Linked DNA regions of Anas platyrhynchos: region 2 is linked to region 1. Evidence: chromatin contacts called from public Hi-C data. All regions are on one chromosome and are shown on one strand. The core of a region is the stretch at or near the end of the contact, and the rest is flanking DNA. Distances in the headings are between cores, read along the strand shown.

What was found. Hi-C and Micro-C count contacts between places; a contact is called where the count stands out from the background.
Region 2: a contact with region 1 is called in a Hi-C map of liver, with 1.7 times the contacts expected there. The contact joins two enhancer-like sites. A contact is called at or near these places in 3 of 8 Hi-C or Micro-C datasets (F5 follicle, liver and small yellow follicle).

The regions. Positions count from the first base shown.
Region 1 is chr29:2,861,566-2,868,086 of IASCAAS_PekinDuck_T2T, forward strand. KDM4B (lysine demethylase 4B) reads right to left here. Exons shown (of 23, transcript XM_027471888.3): 12 at 5,867-6,372; 13 at 4,498-4,615; 14 at 1,105-1,283. Among named protein-coding and RNA genes, the nearest start is that of KDM4B, 70 kb to the right of the region's middle. Within about 2 kb of position 2,701, at least 4 of the 8 cell types and tissues checked have an H3K27ac peak or open chromatin away from gene starts, as enhancers often do.
Region 2 is chr29:2,905,375-2,911,895 of IASCAAS_PekinDuck_T2T, forward strand. The region is part of intron 5 of KDM4B (lysine demethylase 4B); the gene reads right to left. Among named protein-coding and RNA genes, the nearest start is that of KDM4B, 26 kb to the right of the region's middle. Within about 2 kb of position 3,362, at least 2 of the 8 cell types and tissues checked have an H3K27ac peak or open chromatin away from gene starts, as enhancers often do.

The sequences.
Region 1 (6,521 bases), core at 1,451-3,950:
CAAAGCACTTCCCCTGCAAAAAAAGTCATCCCCTCCTGTCATCCAACACCTGACCCCATGCAGAACAAATAAGGAACTTTAGGATGTAACTTCTCATGCACACCTCCACCCCCACCCTTTTGCTCCTCTCCCTTCCTTAGGCCTGCATTTGGATTCATAATTTATTTTGAAAGCTGAAGGAAATATTAGAATAACAAGTTTTCCCTGTTTTTCTTCTGTAAAAATCTCAATTCCTAAATTGCAGCTAAAAATACCAAGGGGGAAAAATATATTAATAAAAGTAAGACGTCCTTCTCCTCCCCACGACACTCCCATCCTTTTGGCATTCTTCCCTATTCTTTCTGCAACAATTTCTCCAGAAGAACATTTCAAGGTTTCTGGTAGCAGAGCTGAGTTAAAAACAAAGGATTAAAACAGCCCAGCTATAGCCAGTTTTCCTCACAACCATTATATAACCAATCAGCAATCCTGAACACACATTTTATTTTTGGTCTGTATAATAAATTAAGAGATTTATAATTGGAGAATGAGGTGGGTTCTGCTTTTTTCAGAAAAAGCTTCCAACACATACATTTGAATACACTGCATGTATTCCTATCGGATACATATAGCCAGATTTGGCTCTAAAAACATGCAAAAATGACTCAATACGCAACTGGACAAATAAATAATTCACCTGATAAATTTTGCCTTTCGGCTCATAACATAACCCAAAGCGTATTAGTAGTTTCTAAAGAATGATGTATATGCTTGTTGAGCACATTCTCATTTTGATGCTTGTTTGCATACATTCAAAAGTCCAGGCACAGATCTAAACAAGAGTGATCACAGCCCAACGTGGCACTGCTTTGCTGCATGAAATACTGTTTGCAGTGCAAACCCATGTACATGTGATTTAAATAATTAAAGCTGAGAAAGCCAGAGAAGCCAGGACAGATAAAAAAGGCTAGACCCACTGCCTCTGCCAAATCCAAACACGCTTCTCTGACACAAATTTGTATGAGACTTCCCATTTTATTACAAAGGTCTGCATCATAACTTGTACAGTAGCTACCATTTAGCACCCAGCACTGATGCATCTATCAGAGAAGATTTGGAAATTACCTGGTTATATGGGTAGAAGAGGGTACAGACAGCACAGTATGGCTCACTCAGTGCAGCAGCTGCATTGAATTTTCGTTCAGCTGGGAAATTATGTGCTTTATTCTTCCACTGAAGGGAAAGTAAAGATTTCAAAGCCTCTGGGTCGCTCATATCTTCCTCCCCAGAAAATGGAAACGTTTCTAGAAAAAAAAAAAAATCCCCAAATGATGGACAGGCTTTAGGACAGGCAAAATGTAGTGGAAAGGTGGGATTAAAAAGCTTATGTTTCAACAACACCAGTTGAATCATTAAGAACAGTCAACCCATCCATGGTGCTTCACACGTGTCTCAAATACTTCTTTAAGTGGATATAATCTCCACTTAATGGGTAGGACAGACAAGGTGGAGACGCCAATGACCTGATGAAATCATCCATGAGGAAGAAGAAAGAGGATCTGTATTTATTGCCCTCCTAACTCTCCACTTCCCTAGCCCTAGAAACCTACAGCATCCTTTTAATGAGGCCAAGTTCAAGAAACATGATGCAAGTGCAAGGAAATCCCCCTGTCCTTTCCCCAGCTGGGAGCTGTGCTCTCTAACAGCCATGCATGCCATACATGCTAACCCCCTTCTCCCAGCTGTCAGCAGCAAGGCCATTTCAACCTTCACAAAGCGCCTCCTGTACCTGGTTCTGCAAACACCAATGCTGCCCAGGAGATGCACACGGTTCAAGTTTTCCTTTTACTTTTCTGCAGCTGCTTCACAGCAACTTCCACCGAGCGCACACCGCTAAGCCTTCAATTCACATTCATCACCACCTTTCCTTCTGCCAGAGCTCTGATCGGTACTGCTTGTGCTAATTAGCTTGCTAATTCTTTGTTTTTATAAAACCTTTAAAAGGCCCTTGGTATTTTATGATTAAACAACCACCGAACCCATTCGTGCCAGTCTGGGGGTCCAAGTTTCTTACCCGTCATTATTAAGGAATTTTGAGTCACTACAAGTGTTAAAGAAATTTGCTGTGCAAGTCTAAGCGTAAACTGCTCACTGCATCACCCATCTGCAAAGCACCCAAAAGAACAGCTTTGGCCAGGGGAACTCAAAACATCTTGGTGGAGCATCATCCCCAGAGCCCAGCACATCAAACAACATTGCTCACTGCTAATTACTGGAAATCCGCAGTTAATGCTCTCCTCTCAAAAAATCTAAGCCTCTTCTCCATTCCTACCTCCCCTTCTATATTTTCAAATTCTTATGCTGCTGAAAAAGATAGGAGGAACTTTCAGGAAAACACTTACAGCTAAGTTTACATCTGAGATTTTGAATGCTCCTTCCAAGTAATTTGAGACGTATTTGTCAGACAACGTGGGAAATTTGGTTGTTTGATCAATCCTTTTTTGAGATTATAAACAGTGTTTGTCTTTGCCACTCTAACATGATGATTCCTTTCTAAAATATCTTTGCTTTCTCACTGCAGTTTTATGTTGGACTAAAACTGGTATCCACGGGCTGACAAGAACTGCTAATAGCTCAGCCTTTTCCACAATGCTGCACAGCGTTCTGGTAGAAAGGGAAACAAAAAGGAACAGCCTTGCCAGTGGCTGAGCGAGGCGTCCCTTCCTAGTGGAAGATAATGCTTGTGCCACGCGCTGACTGCCAGTTCAGGCAGCATCAGCACACAGCTGGCTCTCTAACAGAACGGATTTACAAGGACACGTTTTATCACTGGTCACTTCAGCTAAACACGCTTACCAGTCCACATCTCGTGTAGGGTACAGCTGAAATTAAAAAGATCAGTGACCCTGGGTATGCAGATTGATACTACCACGATAGATTTTCAAAGCACAGCTCAACAGTCACCTCTTAAAGAAGTCAAGCACCTTTAAGGAATTTTTGAGACGTGAGCCAAAACCAAACCATGTGTTTCTCCAACTTTTAATCAAAGCGTATCAGGAGACGGGGAAGGATTTATGATACCAGTGAAATCAATGAAAGCTGATTGGAAACCAGCATCATAATCCATATTGAAAGGGTAAGAGTAAAAAGGAAATAACTCTTGTATGTGATCATCACCTTCATTCATCCCAGGATGGATTCCAGGTGAGCCACAGTATTCAGGATGGCTCCTGTGTCTCCAAAGCAACTTACACACAGGGAGAAAAGGTTTGCAGTTTGTCTCAATTGAATGTTAGTGTAGAATATTGCGTTCCCTTAATTTATATGCTCACTTTTCCTCACTGCAGCCTCCAGATCATCCTTATACATTAGCCCTGAAAAAGCACGGAGTGCAGAGAGCTGCTTCTATTCCCTTGCGGGGAAGAGAAGAATTTGTTTGATCAGATTTTGCCCAGCAGTGCTGTAAATCAGTCCCCAAGAAATGCCAGCTCTCACAGAAGCGGCTCCTGAGTCAGCCAGCTAAGTCCCCATACGCCATCCAACAAGTCAAAACAGTGAAAGGAATCTGTCTAATGAGGATCCTTCAGCACAGAGTTTGTTGCAAGGTACACCAAAACAAGATAACTAACTAGACTCAACTGCTTTTCTACACTTCGCTCCACATTACACATATGCAGGATATCAAATGCATCATCCCCAGCAAGGAGATGGAGGTACAGCATACCCTACTGCCACACCAGGCTTCTTTAAAATGTGTTCTCTGTCTTGTGTCCTTCTGAATGTAAAGCTTTAAGTTCCTTGAAAGCTGGGACTGGCACCTACACCTTCAAGTACCTGTGTGAAAAATCTTACTACGGAGTTTCTGTATTCTGAGTATTTTATAACGTAGGCAAGACCCAGAAGTGGTAAATTATACCACACTACAACACAAGTGAGAAGTAAGAGCCCTTTTTATTTTTTTCTCCTCCTTTTGCCCAGATACTATGGAATTTACAGTGACTGGAATTGTGGGAAAACAAAAATCAGTGTAAAGTTAAGCACTGAGAGACTTTCTACTTCTCTTTTCTAGATCTGTTATGAAAAGTTGGACCCCAACATTGACATGAATCAAAAAAACAACCAAAAAGTTAGAATTTACCATCCCTATACACATAATAGCAGACCTTATATCCACCTCCCTCTGAAGTGATCTCATATGAATGAAATAGCTAAGAAGCAGCTTTAACTTTGTTATTTACTATGAACTCTTACCTCCCTTTGCTCAAAATGTTGCCTCGTTCTGCAACCAGCAAAGTATTTTTCTTGATAGAAAAAAGGATGGGAGGTGAGAAGGGACTCCTCCTACAGATGTATTTGCTTCTAGCCGGGTTATCAGAACGGGAACATGCTGCATTTTCTACCATTTTCTAAGTATAACGCAAAAACTTTCAAGCCATCCAATTTTGTTAATCAGCTTCAGCAATTTTTCCACGTTAGACAAGACACACAAAGCAGTCTCCATGCTAGTGCAGCACTCACCCTCATCACTCGAGGTCTCCTGTTTAACAACTGACAACGGGGAGCGGGTTGGAGGTTTGCCCAGTGGATGACGACGACTTTTCTTTATCTCCATCTTCATTTTTGAAAAAGCAGCGGTCTGTAACAAACCAGAACGAGCTAGATGGGTACCCCAAAATCTATTGGCAAGCAAAGGAGACTACAGGACAACAGAAGTAGAATACTTGTCATAAAGAATTGCTGAATTTACACAGCCAACTTTTCATTGCCTTTTCGCTGAATCAATAAAGCCTCCCAAGCCAATTAGTGTAGTAGATAAAGCCAATTCTGTCTCCTAAGATGTCAGGTACAGGTAAACTGCAATGTTTTCTTCAAGCCAGAAGAGCTTCACAGCAGCTTCAAATCTGCCTCTTCCATTGCCTTATGAGAAGCCTGGGTCTACCACACAAACAGCTAGAAAATCTACTATGAAAATTATGTGCAGGGCATATAGGATCAGAAACATTTTACTAGAGCATTACAGTGTGTTTTATGACAAATGTATTTATAGTGTACTGTACCTACTGCCTTGTGCACCATCCAACACTGTAAATACTGCATACATACCAATCATAGTGGCTCACAGTCCTTTTTGGTGAAAGGCACTGAACACATTACAGGTAAGCTACTTAGTACTAGATATCTAATACCTAGGTGGTGCTAGGTATCTAATTTCTAGATATCTAGTGCTAGATATCTAATTTCTGAACATTTGCCTCCTTCCTCTTTTGAAAACGGTCCTCAAGAAAGCACTCACCAAGGGAAAAAAGATGCCTGCAATAGATTATATGTCATGAACTGTATTGTCCATGAAAAAGTTATGTCTGCCAACTTTTCCAACTCTAGGTTCTCATTACGGAAAAGATCCGAAGGCAACACTACAGCAGGTCAATACCTGGAAGCATAAAGCACATGCTATCAGCTGGAGACGTCAGAAACAAGGCAGAAGAATTATCGAAATGCTGGTGCAATCCAAGTTCCCCTGGTGACTACTTGGTTTTCATCATTGTCTTGGAGCAGCTGCTCTGCAGCAGCCATTTACTTGCAGGGTCTTCCCCGCCTAGCCTTTAGGTTGATCATTCCAGTAATTTCTATGTTTATTAATAGCAGGAAAAGCCATTCCCTATTTTATCTTCTGCAGACAATAACGAGTTTTATTAATGAGCTAGCATCAATACAACGACTTACTACAGCCTGAAGCATGAGAACATAATCTCTTCCTGTCCAAGCAATCTATGGCCCACCACCATGGCACTATTGCTCTAGAGGCTCAGGCAGAAGTTAGTACTCCTGTACTCAGCGCGTTGCTCAAATCAGCAAATCTTACAGTCACTTCCTCAGTCACGCATACCTGTAGATCACTGACCTCTGTAGCAATCTCTGTATTTCCTGCTTCCATGTTCTCCTCCTCCTTCACAGGGATTTCCAAAGGGACCGTCTGTTCCCGCCAGCCTGGACTTTTTTGTGTCGCAAACTGCTCGAACGCCTGCTGGCAGGACATGCGCTCCTTGTCAAACACCACCTTTTTGGTCCGTGGAACCACATAAAGCATGGGAATGATAGGCCGGGGCTTAAAGTCATCTTCCTCAACCGGCGTCTCCGAGGGCTGGATTATGTTCAGGGGAGCCGGGGGCAAGCTTTTTTCTGCTGTGGACGACGTGGGTACTGCTGCGGGTACTGGTGGCCGTGCTGCCGGTGCCTCTTCCTCTGCCAGCTGCTGCTGCGGTGCCGGTGGCAGGGGTGGCTGCTGCTGCTGAGGCTGTGGTGCTTGCAGATGGTGCTGGTGTTGATGGAAAAGGTGCTTCCTCTTCCTCTCACCTTTTACTTTCGGAGGACGGGCCTTTACTTTGCAGTCACCTGTTTCAAGAAATAGGCAACAATCAGCTTCACATGTCAGGATTGTCGGGCATTTGATTTTTCCCCCTTCCACAACCTCTCTGGGCAACCTGTGTTGGTGTTCAGTCGAGAAGAATTGAACAAAGACACTCAAATCGTTATTATTGAAG
Region 2 (6,521 bases), core at 2,112-4,611, 44 kb after region 1:
ATTGCTCCTTCGTCGCAAGCACTGTCAGCTCCCTACCCTTCAGCCAGCTCTCTTTTTCCTCTCCTTTACTGTCCTCCACGTTTAGCAGTCCTCCATCCCTTTCTCCCTCCCAATTTGTTAAGAGACAGCAATCAACACTGCTTCTTCTCCTCATCGGTATCTGAGGTTATCCAACAGTGAATTTTTGCTTTAGGTATTCAGTTCCACTTCTCACAATCACCATTTGGAAAGGAAAAAATCTCCGGCCCCCCTCATCTGTCCCCCTCTGTTGTGGCTCCTCTGCATCAAGAATGCAAACACGTGCTCCGGAGATAAGACCGCACACGGATCAGAGAGCTCCTTGTTCCTAGGAAAAAACCTTTATTGAGTGTCTGCAGTTTTATCTTTAATGGATCATTTTACAGGACAATAGATGATGGAATTCAGTATCTTTAACCAGCAGTGTCAATGATTTCAAATAATGACATTTTTATTGAAATACACATAGGAAGAAAGATAAACACAGAGGCTTGGGAGTATCTGCTCAAAAAGCCATAATAAGGAGTAAATAGGTAATGACAGAACAAGATTACAACCACACGAGCACACCAAATCAACCTGTCTTCTAAAGCTCAGAGAAAAATGAGCTCTGAAGTCAGCTGCTCAAATGCAACCCTATGGGAATGAGCACAGGAAGAAAACCAGGACAAAACCTGCTCAGAAAGGTAACAGTGAGCGCTCTCAGTGTGGAGGCTATTCCACATGATAAGATCCCTCTTCCATTAGCATAGCTGTCTAATTATCAACCCCACTGCCAACCACAATACCGAGAAGTAGCAAGTAATTTTGCTCTTAACAGAACACCCAAGATGAGAAACCTCCTCCTTCCCTTAAGAAGCTGACGTCTGGGCAATTACAACCCCTGAGTTTGTTCTGCAGCAACATTAGGCAGGATATTTCAGGCCACTCTGGACTTTGTATTGAATCCTAATGGATCGACTGCTGGAAGATTACCAATGGTTACCGATCACAAGTCGTTAAATCCCTCTCATCAAAAGGCTCTTCTTAAAGCTACCATGAGCTAGAAATAGTATTAGAGACATTAGTTTCAAGAACTAGCATCAGACAGCAGCTTTTTAAATTTCTGATTCTAAAGCAATAAAAATTTTCAAGAGGTGCACCTGAACTCAAAACTTCAGACCGTGCAGAAGACAAGCAGGCAATTAAACATTTCACATTGTTTCACTAACCTAGAACTAACCTAGAACTGAGAATGTAAGATTTTTCCAGAACTCAAATGCAATTTTTAAATACTATTTTAAAACAGGGAGTTTAAATATGAACAACCATCTGGTCTTGGAAAGACTACCAATGTAACAGTCCAGTAAGCTTCACAGCAACAAATGCCGGGCACAAAGCACAAAATTACAAATCACATTGGAGTGATTCTACTTCCACATGCACAAAATAAACCCACAGTCTGCTTCTGCATGCAGTGAATGAGCTGTATGAAGGGGGTATTTTACTAAGAAAAGGTGTTTGGGGGAAAACATTATGAAATCATTTATTCATTCAGTTTGGCCAAGAAGATAATTAGTATACAATTCAACAGAGATGAATGACTATAATATGCATCCTCTTACCATTCGCTGTTATTTGTTTTGAAGAACCTGTTCACATCACATTTATTTCCCTAAACTGGTAATCAGATTATTAATTACTGGTTCCTTTCATAATGGAAACTGTACCAACACAAAAAGAAGCAAAGATTGTGCTTCAAAGCCCTTACACGGTAAAAAGGCCTCAGCACAACTCAAGAAACCTGGAGAAAAAGAGGTAACCAGGGGAGATCACAGATGTTTTATCTTGTGCCAACTGGCTTGTGAGAGCTGCCTCCTTCACTGGGCACCAGCACATGTTTGCTCCTGCTCGCTGCTTTTGGAGAAGAATACAGATAGCTTCCTACAGCAGACCAAAAGAAATCTGTTGGTTAGTAATGAAAGGTATCTTTGAAACCCCTTGTGCTAGAGATGCAATGCCACTACACACATTTCCTTTTGGAGGAAGAAAACATTCCAAAGATGTAATGATCCTCAGCCACCAAACGAGGTTGTTACAAGCCACAGCAACGCCTTTGAAGCCAGTGCCTGTGCTCCACCAGCATCAGAACTAGGAGTGCTGGAGCTAAGGTCTGATAAAGATCAGTGACACAGCTCGTAAAGGTTCCTGTGTTTCGTCTGCTCAATCCCCCTTGCCACGTCAGTTGTCCAGTTAGAAATGAAGTGGCTAGAAACCCAGCACAGACGTTACTTAGAACATTAACTAGTTAACAATCACACAGCACTCCAACGACGCAGAGTGCTATTTAAGTACTGCCATTACGATAGGCTTCTGTTATTTTAAACTACACTTGTACTGCACTTGGCGTCACCCAATGTCAATTTTCTCTCCTGAGCAAAGAAAAAAATCCCTGCTGATTTCTGCCAATGTGTTAACAAAACACGAATACAGACAAAGCTCTGCAGTGCCACTGTTAGTTCCTTCTCTGAACCAAGCCGCTTCAGGGCCACGCCAAGCTGGAATTTGCAAGCTCGTTCTCCCCCAGGGCCCAAGTCAGATCATGCTGAAAGAGCTCTGTGAAGCATGGAAGCACATCTCCCTCCCATCTTGTCTCAGTGGCAGAGTGCACCGTTCAAAAGGCTCAGTTATTAAAACCAATCTGTGATCCTGTCAGACTTCCATAGATCTTCATTTCAAATCAGGCCTGAGCTTTGAGCAGACACTTTCAAAACGCAAGAATGAGTTTCAGCAAGAGCCTTCTTGGATCAAAGGCACGCTTCTTTCAATCCAGACTGGGACTACTGAGCTGTGATGAATTATTAGTGCTGGCGGAAGCGGCAGCACACGCATTAAATGCTGGAGTAGGAGCCCACTTGAAGACACCACTATAAAAATAAGAATGAGATCACAAAGCAGCATTACCACCTCTCAAGATCATTACGGAAGAGCACAAAGATGAGCCATGGATTAGAAGGATCCTCACTTTGCTAGGCTCAGAACAACCACTAGCAGGCAAACCCCAACTTGTAGGAGTTTTTAAATTTTGTTTTTAATTTCAAGAAACTAAACGCACACAATAGAGATGGGTGCAAAATGCATACACTGAAAAATCAAATGGTATCAGAGTGTGCACTAATACTGTATCTTCTGCAGGGGATGTAGGCAAGAATAAGAATAGTAAAAAGAGCAGAGGACATCAGCTGGGAGGAGAAGAAGAAAAAGCACTGATGTGACAGAGCTGAGAGGAAGGAGCAGAGCGAATGGATACCAACAGCCAGCCGGCTGGCTGAGGTCACTTCACCCATTCCTACAGAGCAACAGCCCCTCCTCAGAGGGTTTACACAGCTGATCCCATCAGTCTGAGTCTGCTGTGGCCTTCACAATATTTTCTGTGTTAGATGAGAGTGAGTGCAGAAAGGCAATGTGCAAGTCCTACCTGCCCAGAATACCACTCCTCCCCTGCATCATGAAAAGTTATCTTCTAATAATCGATCTACAACAGCATAACACCACAATAAAACTCCAAGCCCATTAGAAAGAAAAATCCTGTTCCAACTGCAGGCACCTGATTTGGAAGATAACCCCCATCACACATCCCTGGGCTCCTAGTGCTTCGTACAGTTTGGTTTGGTGACTTAACTACATTAAAAACACTCCAGTCCCCACCACACGCCGATCCCTCGGACTTGTAAAGCAGCCTACCAAGCAGCACCGGCCCCTTTTTCGTTAGGGTTACATCATCCTTCAGGCACAGCACCACCTCCAGGACTAACAGCGCCCTCAGCCCTAGGGGAGCCCGGGGGAAGGCTCGTTTGAATATCAGCAGCGTAGTGAGGTTTGTATTGATTAACTAATGACTGCGGTATATGAGGCTTGAAAGGCTGTATTAATAACTCACTGCTGCACTGCTCTCATTTATCAGTGAATTACAGGGGGATGCAACTCTGCATCTCAATATATCACTCCTTTCATGAATCTCGGAGCAAAATCAACATGCACACAAATTCTCAATGCAGAAACCCAAAGCGTTCACCTAGCAGTTGTGGAAGATGTAGCAGAGTGAAAAGCTGCTCTGCCTGGTCATACTTTATCTCCCTTTCCTTTGATTTCTTTTAATGAATATCAGTGTTCCTTCCTCTATCCCTTTTATCAACAGAAAAGGGTCTTGCTTTGCCAAATCTGCCAGAGAGTAAATGGTGTTGCAGTTAATCTATAAATCAACCATCACCATAAATTCTACTTTTTCAATCCAAAACTGCAAAGCTGTAAAACAGATTACATGGGATAGCAGAGGCTGGAAGGAAATTTGTGAGCTGCAAGGAGCCCCTTGCTGCCAAATGGCCTTCCTCTGCCTCTCCTTTCTCCCCCATTCCACCCCAACAAGCCGATAAATCTCTACTGTCACGGAGTGGAACGCACAAACAGCAAACGTGCACACCCATTTAAAAACAAGCCAGCCTCGTACGCTACCCAAGGAAGGCTGAAGACCTTGGAGATCAAGGGAGGTGAGGGAGAAAGAAGGCTGCAGAACGTTCTGAATTCCCTAAAGCCAAGAAATGGGGCAAGGAAAACTCAGAAAATAAAAATAAAAATCTCTGTATGGAGAGGGGAAAAAAAAAAAAAAAAGCCACCGTACCAATTCAACCAATTCAGAGTCCTCAGCTGCCTTAAGTGCAAAATGCCTCTGTGATTCCTGCTAATCTGCCTTTAAGAAACTCACAGGATCTCCAGGGTGCGAGGGTTACTGAGATCCCAATAATCCAGACTTCTAATCACATCTGATCAATTCAGTGATTCAACCGCCCTGTGCAATGGCTCCCTGAGGGACTGTAATAGAAGGCAATAAATGATGCAAGGGACAAGTGCCCTTCCCCCTGCTGCCATACAATTCGGTATCAAAAACTCAGTCCAGCTGCTTTAAATGGGATTACATGAAGCCCACAACAAACTGCAACATATGTGAGCGCGTGTTAAAGCAGGAGGATGGTGGAGAACACCACACAGGGGAAACAGGGACAAGGACCCCGTGTCCTGCATCGAAAAGAAAGAGAGAACCTGGAAGAGTGGAGCTCTGTGCCTGCATTAGGTCATTTTATTTCCCCAAGACAGTTTTCCAGGGATCAACGTTTTCTGTCCTGGAGGGAGGACAGGACAGGAATTTTGACTACAACAGCTGCAGTGCTCCCTAAGACAATAATGAAAAATAAAATCAGCAGTAAGATGCTCAGCACTTGCATATCTGCAGCTGCTTTAGTACATGCTATCAGCCAAGAATAAAGAGGGCTGGCTCCTTGTACAATCCACTCTCAGGGGAACAAACACGTTCTGCTTTAGATCTCCCCCATTATATCACTCTTAGAAAGTGTGCTATTTCCATGTTGTTGGTGGCATCAGTAAGAGATACTACGAATTTATTAAAAAGCAGATGCTACAAACAAGCCCTCCCCTGGACTCGTTTTCATTTTCCTCAGTTCCAACAGAAAGACTTGGCCTGCACAGACATCATGGCTAGAGAACAGGAAGAAAGAAGGTCAAAATCCTAAAATACTGTAACCAAAGTTTTCAGGTAATTCTACATACTTTCAAGGAAGCAGTGTTGAGACCTTTACAACACAGAATTCTAGAGTGGTTTTTAAAAATGTAATTCTATCAGTGACCAATGCTTTCAACTAATCACATTATTTTAAAATTCCTTGGGTAATTTGTCCTTAATTCCACATAAACTGCTGTTCTGGCAAAAGTGTACTATGTGATATCAAAGTCAAACAGATTAGGCATGATCCACTTTCAACAAGGGAACGTTTTAGAAAGGAGACCATACAACTTAAAAGCTAAAGCTGGCTCCCTCTCTTAATTAAAGGGGGATTAAACATCCATCATGATAAGGAAACAGAGACATTTTATAGAAATTGATTACCATCCTCAGTGTCACTCTGGTTTAACACCTGCAGTTTCTGAGAGACAGATTGCAGTATAACATCCCACTAATACTTACAAAAAAATGTATCAAAAATTGTTGCAATATGGCAAGATCAGTCACAAAAATCGGAGAAAAATGACCTTATTACCCGGTCAGCTGTCATCGTGTTGACAAAACAAGATGGAGACGGTACTAAGTGTATTCAACCAAGTTCACATGGAGATCACAGGCATTTCCAGTTTCCTTGGGTACTTCCTTACTACTGCAAGCCCTGCAAAGATTGGCATTGCATTGGCTTCTCAGGGCCAAGGGACATGAAAGGTCTCAGCACCACTGTGTCCAAGAAGAGAGCTTTTCTGAGGCTCAAATGAAACCAGTTGAGGCTGCACTGCTCACCACTCTGTAAGGTGAGAAGTGCTGGTTGGTGCTGCTTTGGCAGCATTAGACCATGGGGCTTATTTTGTTACCCTAAATCTGTGTGATTACTACTGCTGCAGCAATTCAGAAGTGTAAAACAATAACCCTCATCTAACACAGGAAGAGAACCTCCATCACTGATACG